Linked DNA regions of Strix aluco: region 1 is linked to region 2. A link is a contact called in public Hi-C data. All regions are on one chromosome and are shown on one strand. The core of a region is the stretch at or near the end of the contact, and the rest is flanking DNA. Distances in the headings are between cores, read along the strand shown.

Region 1 (3,855 bases), core at 1,009-3,508, 140 kb before region 2:
CTTAAAAATATGGTTTTAGGCATTTTTGTCGACTAGATAATTTTTGTATTTTTATTTAGCCTTTTCTGCTTTTTGGAGAGAATGTTTTAAAACTGTTCTTATTAAAGTTAAAAATAAATATTATGAATTGGAAGAGTACTCTGCTTGTATCTGGGTGCTTTGAATCAAACCTTGCTCTCAATGATCTCAGTGACCTTTCAAGAGAGAAATAAACCAGGTGCAACCCAACATTTTAAACCCTTTTGTCTAGTTCTTTAAAGAAACAAACTTCATATAATTGCCTTGTCAGTCTCCTAATATAAGAATATTAAAGATTATTATTAAATAATATTAAATATTATTATTAAAAAGCACAGGAAAACAAAACCAGTAGCTAGATAGGGAAGGGGGGCTGGCATTGGTACTTACACGGAGAGAAAGGCAGTTATGACTCGGCTTGCTGAGGCAGCATGCTGCCTGGCCTGCCAGCACAGGCACAGCTCTGAACTGGCCAGAGATGTATGTCATGGGGGGCAAAAGAAGAAGCTGGGAGTAAAGACAGAAATCAGGGGACAAAATACCAATTCTGTTTGCATTACCTGCAATGCTCATGGAATTGCTTGTTTTAAAATAAACTCAACAATTTACGTATTAGATGCTTTAAGGGAAGGCCTAACTTTGTCCTCTTGTATGAGTGCTAATTAGAATGGGTCTAACCTTGGTGACTGGTTAAGGAGCTTTATCCTCACTGATACAAGAATTTTTTCATTTAGATTAACTAATGCATGTAAGATAACATGAAGTAAAAAGGCAGTGATGACCAGAAATTCATCCAAGAAAAGCCTGACACTGTAGCCAGGGTTTACCGTGTGACAGAGCTAGAGAGTTTGCCTTCCTTGAGTGGCTTCTTAACACCACCTTTGATATTTTTCCTGAGGTAAAGCACTATTTTTCACAGTGAAGTCCAGAGAGACAAAGGCAGGGAGGCTGGCTGATCTGACGGAGCCAGGAACGGATCTGCTGTTGTCATTTAACGTAACATCTAATCTTTGCATGCGCCAGTCTTTCCCACACCAGGCTTTCATATCTAATGGCCAAGCATGAGAGTTTACAGTGTCACTTGACTCCCTTCCACCCACTTATAAAGACCCAAGTTTCTTCCAACATCTTATTTTAAGCTCCAAGACTGCTTTTTGCTTTCTCACATATGCCATACGTACATACAGCAAGTAAAACTAAAACGGTAAACAATCTGTGTCTCATTCCAGGCCAAGTTATTTGTTTCAAGGGTATAAAACTAAAGGGGATTCACTTTATCTTGTGCTGATATAACTGATTTTTGATAACCTGACAATGCAGAAAGCACTGATGATAGCACGACTGCGGTTTGGACCAAAATTTGGCTGGTGCCCGCAGACCACCCAGTTGACATGGCTTCTTGTGTCAGGACAAAAGAACTTCTGGCCTATGCCACATAATTGCCTCATGGCTTATTTTATCTTTTAGGTAAGAGTCTCTGGTTGATATGTGGAGTCAAACGCTAGCAGCCATAAACACGGTGTCTATGCCATGCCTGGTGTCCTTTGGGTACTTCTGATCATTTCTTCTATCACTTCCAATAACAACACAGGGGGTGAAGGGGTGAATTTGTTTACTTTCTGGAGAGGTTGCCATGAACCTCCTGCAGCTGCAGAGGGGGGTGTGTGACCGGGTGGTTGCCGGCACGACCCACGTCGGGGCCCGTTATGCCATTTTATCTCGGCCTCCTGGCACTCAGGCAAAAGAAAACATCATGGCTGCTGTCACTCCCGCTCCTGCCCCAGCGCCGCGCTAAGATCCCCCCAGTAATCTGCTAGGGAAAAAAGCGGAGGAAAGACCCCGACCTGCCGGACCCGTGCTGCCTCACCGGCGCCACCGCAGAAGCCCGAGAGGCCGCTCCCCGCCCGCCGTGCCGTGCCGGGCCCCCGCCGCCGCCCCGCGTTCCCGTTATTGTCTCCTCAGCACCGCTGCCACCCTCCACGGGGCCAGCCGGCGCGTAGGCGAAAGGCCGTATTCTCCAAACCCGACTACGCTGCAAAATTAACGTAATCCTCCGACCCTCCGCCAACCCTGCCTGCACAACCCGCGGAAGAATTTTACGCAAAACACACGGGCTCTTCCTGCCCTACGCCAGCCTGAGTTACACGATTTGCGTACGCCATGTACTTACGTAACGTACGCCTCGGCCTGGGTTTTCCCTACCGCCCAGAAGGGGTTACGGGGTTGACTCCTTGCGTAGCAGACTTTGAGGAATAGGGAGAGCGTTACTCTCCTCCCTCCCTTCCTCACGCGGGGGCCCGACTCAAGCAAAGAACACTACGCACCTTTCGCATCCTGCCTTCCGTGCAGAGCAGGGTTTCGCCAAGCGAGCTGAGGGCGTAGTTGGTTTCCGGGAATAGGCGTAGGTATTTTCGAGGGCCGCAGTTTGCGCAGCGTTGGGCCGCCCGTAACGTAACTGAAGCGGGTTGGGGCGGCGGCAGCCATTTTGTGCCGGGAGCCCGGAGGAAGAAGACGCTGGTGTCTCCACACTTCACGGGCCCTGGAGCCGACCGAGAGCCCCGCCGTTCCCTCCGCCGACGTCCAGCGGGTCTCTGACCCACTGACCACCTCTTCTCCTTTTGTATCCCACCAAAGAAGCGAGGTGGCGCAAAGCGATTCCTCCGAGACACAGCCGCCCCTGGCTGGACCGTCTCCCCGTACCCCCAGTCCCTCGCCGTCCCCACGGCCGGCGTTCCGCTGCCTTTCTCCCACCCCTCCGGGTGCGATGAGGGGCTTCGGGGACCGGGGCCGCGACCGAGACCGCGGCGGGTAAGGGGGGGGTGGGCAGGCCGGGCGGGGGGTGGGGGGGTGGCGCGGCGCGGGTCGACACGGCATGGGGGCGGTGGAGGGAGCCGCCTGCCCCGCGTCGGGGGGCTGGTGGGAGGAAGGCTGGGGAGGATTCGCGGCGGCGAGGGGGGCGCGTTCTGCTTGCGGTATTTGGGGGAGCTTTTTCCCCAGAAATTCTCTTGGGGGGTTGGGGGACGGCTGGAGATTTCGTAGGGTTCTGACAGCAAGGTGGGGTGGTGGGTTGAGTTTTTAATTTAGATTTTCCGTCGTTCATGTGTAACCGTGTGTGCTTAGCTTGCAGTTTTGAGGCCTGCATTTTCCTCCGCGCCCCCCCCCCCCCCCCCCGGCTTAATTTATTTTCTGCCAGTCCCCTTCCTCACCCTACTCTCCTCCTCTCTCCATCCCCCCCGCCCGCAAGCCACGAAGGTCTGGGTGGCCCTGGCAAGAGTGGTTGGACAGTCTGCCCTTCTGGTTGTCATTGCTCCTTCTGGACTTAATAGAAAGATGGCAGTTGGTGAAAGGTCTTTCTCAGTTGCGCTGCCAAGCTTATCGTGAGAAGAAATGAGATTGAAAACTGCTGCCATGCAGGGGGCTTGCATACTCGAGAGAGTGATCTCGGTAAACATGGCCCTGGACCACACTTAAAGAGCATGACCGAGCTTACGTAGAAGTCAAACAGGAGATGTCTGTGTGGCCCTGCAGAGGCCTAGTGCTTGATACTCTTGAATCTGCTATTTAGAGGAAACTTGGCTTGGAAAAGGTTTCTGCACGTTTGACTTTTTTTTTTCTTCCGAGGATGGCAGCAATAAATGCAGTGGCATTATAGTATTTAACTAGTTTGAGACTTGAGGTTTTTTAAGGGTTGAAAATAGCAAGACGTTCATCCCAGGCCTTTTTAAAGAGAAAGTTAGAACTAATTTAGGAGAGTGGCATTTTCTGTCCTTCAGATCCCAAGTAGTTAGGCCTCCATTCTCAAGGATTAACAATAAACATATCATGTAGCTTCTGTTA
Region 2 (3,381 bases), core at 4-2,503:
CGGTTGCTATGGCTCAGCCTTGAGTGTGGTTGGGCCTCGAAGACAGGGGAAGGCCTCCGCTCCGCAGGCCTGCTGGATAAGGGCAGGTGAACACCCAGGACAGCGGGAGCCGCTTTGCACAAGTCTTTTGGTTGGCAGGCTCGCTGCCTTGTCGTGTTCATGTCTGTGCCCAGCTGGTGATGCTGTCTTGCTGTGTGCAGGCTTAGCCCTCAGCTGCATGCGGATGTGATGTTGGATGAGGTGAATGACACCGTGCTGGTGAACGCTCTCTGGGACACCCAGCTTTACATCTACCAGCAGCGGGAGCGGTTTGAGCAGCTGGTGCAACATCTCTCCCGATGACTGACCTGGAGGTTCCCGTACCACATCCCAAAGGCAAGGAGCAGCAGACACTGAAATGGCTCGGATTTGCCCTTGAAACTGGATGTTGAGGTGGGGGAGGGACGACTACTACTACTACTGAGGAATTAATGATATGTAATAGACAACAGTGCACATTACACATTTATTCCAGGACACACCCCATGTATTCCCAGACAGCTGTGACATGCTGACAGTTATCTTCATACTGCAGCCCCATCTCTGCTGCTGTGCTCAGTTTTGCTGCCCTTATCTGACTGTACAGCCCTTCCCAGAAGCCAGAGCCCCCACCTACCTGTCTTGGGCTGTAGTTGCTGGAGTGTGTCTCCTGTCTGTGCAGCACCTCCACTGACAAAGCACTGTGCACCTTCCCACATCACAGAATGAGCCAAGGCCAGAGAAAGCTTCAGGGATTACTTGGCCCACTGGGACCAAGGTGTTTCGGAGTGTATGGTATGAGGAAAAGGATTATTCTTAACTCAGCATGGCTTGGTATAGAGATTGTTTCTCCTTAACATGGAATTGAAAAGCTCTGTGATCAGTTCCCACCAAAGAAACTGACCCTGGGACAGTTTTTTTTTACTGCTGGAAATTCCATTGTGAATGCTACAGTACTCAATGTTTCTGCAGTAAATTTTCATATTTATAAATAATATATGTAGCTATTTGGAGACGTTTTGAGGAGTAACCTGAAAAACTGAATTCTTAATCATTTGCTTTTGACTGGATGGACTGCTGTTGTGAATAGTGCTTCTATGCAAAACTGACATGACCTGAAATAAAGAGAGGTTTGCATTTGGTTCTGCTGTCATGGTTGTCTTGTCTCTCTCCCCGTCCTACAAAGGGGTTCTGAGATTGCAGCCTCTGAATTTCTTACAGGTGGAAATTGAGGAATTGGGCTGCTTGAGACACAGGGTTATACCCTTTGTATGGACTGAAGAGATGAGTGGCCAGTCCCAGCAGTCAGCCCTGGGAGGTGTGTGTGGTGGGAGCAGCTGGCTGTCCCACGAAGCACAACACTCTGTGCCAGGCTTAGCAGCTGCAGCCAGGGGGGAGGCTTTGGACCAGCTCCCATGTGAGAATCCTCTTTGAGCTAGTCTGGCCCAAAAAGGGAACCACTGAAGACCCTTGGGATACAAATGGCTGGAGATGGGGCTTTAACTTCCCCACATGGTTCCTGGACAAGGTAACTGCTGCAAGTTTGTTGGACCTGGTGCCCACTGATTCCCAAGGGACACTGTTGGCAGGAGTGTGGGTGCTGAATAGGGCTGAAAACTGATTATCTGCCTTCTGATCTTCAGTTTCACAAATGAGATTGTGGAATTAAGGGGCTTTTAATGTGGAGTAAAGGTTTTATTTTTCCTACATAATGGAGGGGCTTACCTTCCTGTGGAAAAACAAAACTCCACACCTCGAGATAGAGAGAACATGAGCTCCTTTCTGCTTTTTGCCCCCGGCTTGCACTCTCCCCACGTCTTTATGAATAGTCTGCACCATCTGCAGGGACTTCCCAGAGCAATGCTGTGTTCGGGCACCTTGCACACAGGCAGGGAGAGCAGGAAGGCTCAGGTACAAGCTTGTGTCTGCTGTCAGGGAGTCTCACTGAGATTGGGAGTGGGAGGGAGTCTAAGAGCCAGAGAGGGCTGAGGTTTGGGGTGGGGGAATAGCGGGCAGGGAAGAGGTAAAACCCTTTTTAAGCTTTCCTTGTGTTTCACCCCAGCCCCTGCTATTTGTTGCCTGTGATCGCAAGCTGTGCGTGAAGGACCTGAAGATGCTCGCTAGCACAGCGAGGCCGAGCGAGGCACCTCCAGGTGGTGGCACTGTCGGAGGCAGCGAGAAGCGTTACTCTGGCAGGTGGCTGGCTCCGCGGGTGTCAGGGCAGGGAGAGCTGGGTACCGAGCCGGTAATCAATAATGCAAGGAGGCAGTCACATGCCCTTGCTGGCTGTTGCAGGATTCCTCTCTCCCCAGAGTCCGGTTACTTCCAGAGATCAAGTTCCAGCCCCTTGGCTGGTGAATTATTAAACTCCAGCAGCGCTCCATTCCCTTTGTACCACGTCTGTGTCTCCCTACTGTCCTGCCTTGCCAGTGACGGGCTCTTTCCATCCAGCCAGCTGTTCAGAAGCACAGCCCCCCAGGCCAGTATAGCACCTTGTGCTGTCCTTTGCTCCTCGCTTCTCTGAGGGAGGGAGAAGACTCCCGAGATGGACCTGTCCTACAGATCCACCATCTCCATCTATAAGGTGAGTGGTTGCTCCTATCTGCCTTGGGGGGACGTGCTGGTGGGAGGAGAAGAGCTGTTTTCTGCCAAAGGCTCTCTTGGGTGGACAGCCGAGGGCTGCATCCGTCCCCAGGCTGAACTGCAGCAGCTCCTGTGGGCTCTGGGCTGTGTTTCAGAGCAGATGACTGGCAGAAGGGGAGGGTGGTGTGGGTCTTAAGGCAGATCCAGGAAGGAATTGAACAACCAGGGTCATTTGGACATGGAGCATGAAGAGTGACATGTCTTGGTTGCTGTTGTTTTTCCCCTTGCTGGAAAGAGCAGTCCGCTCTCACAAATGCTTCCCTACGCTCATCGGTGCTGCACCGAAGTGGTGGAGGGCTGGGAGGAGGAATTGCTTATTGCAGCCTCTGGTCTGCTCTGCTGTAGGCAATAAACACCTCTGATAAATACAGCAGGTAAGAGTGGAGAGGCTGGTCTGAAGCAGTCCATCTCTTCTCTTACTAAGCTGCCGAGTCTGGCAGTGCCCCATATGCAGGACAGGAAAAAGTTGTGCTCATGACTGGATAATAAGCAGTGGCCCTCACCCTGGCCAGCTCAGGGGTGAGGGAAAAGGTTGCTCAGATCCCCTTGCAGTTTCTCCCCTGCCTGCAGTGAGTGTGGGGCTTTGGGAGAAAGCCATCTTCAGGAGACCACTTGGCTCTGCAGCGGGCTACCTTGGCTCTGGCACTGCTCCTCTCCTGGCTGGCTGGAGAGGACTCCAGGCAGTCGAAGGTCCCAGTTACCTCCGATGCAGGGAGCTGA

The links. Hi-C and Micro-C count contacts between places; a contact is called where the count stands out from the background.
Region 1: a contact with region 2 is called in a Hi-C map of brain, with 3 times the contacts expected there. The contact joins the promoter of DDX17 here to the promoter of BAIAP2L2 in region 2. A contact is called at or near these places in 2 of 2 Hi-C or Micro-C datasets (brain and heart).

Annotation. Positions count from the first base shown.
Region 1 is chr5:30,891,493-30,895,347 of bStrAlu1.hap1, reverse strand. DDX17 (DEAD-box helicase 17) reads left to right here and starts at 2,258. Exons shown (of 13, transcript XM_074826651.1): 1 at 2,258-2,826. The coding sequence starts at 2,783. It overlaps LOC141924327 (a long non-coding RNA gene), which reads right to left and starts at 2,182. Exons shown (of 5, transcript XR_012623532.1): 1 at 1,863-2,182; 2 at 409-525. DMC1 (DNA meiotic recombinase 1) reads left to right here. Exons shown (of 23, transcript XM_074826653.1): 23 at 1-138.
Region 2 is chr5:30,748,995-30,752,375 of bStrAlu1.hap1, reverse strand. BAIAP2L2 (BAR/IMD domain containing adaptor protein 2 like 2) reads left to right here and starts at 1,253. Exons shown (of 15, transcript XM_074826635.1): 1 at 1,253-1,546; 2 at 2,081-2,602. The coding sequence starts at 2,564. The region is part of intron 14 of MICALL1 (MICAL like 1); the gene reads right to left. It overlaps PLA2G6 (phospholipase A2 group VI), which reads left to right. Exons shown (of 17, transcript XM_074826630.1): 17 at 201-1,160. The coding sequence ends at 342.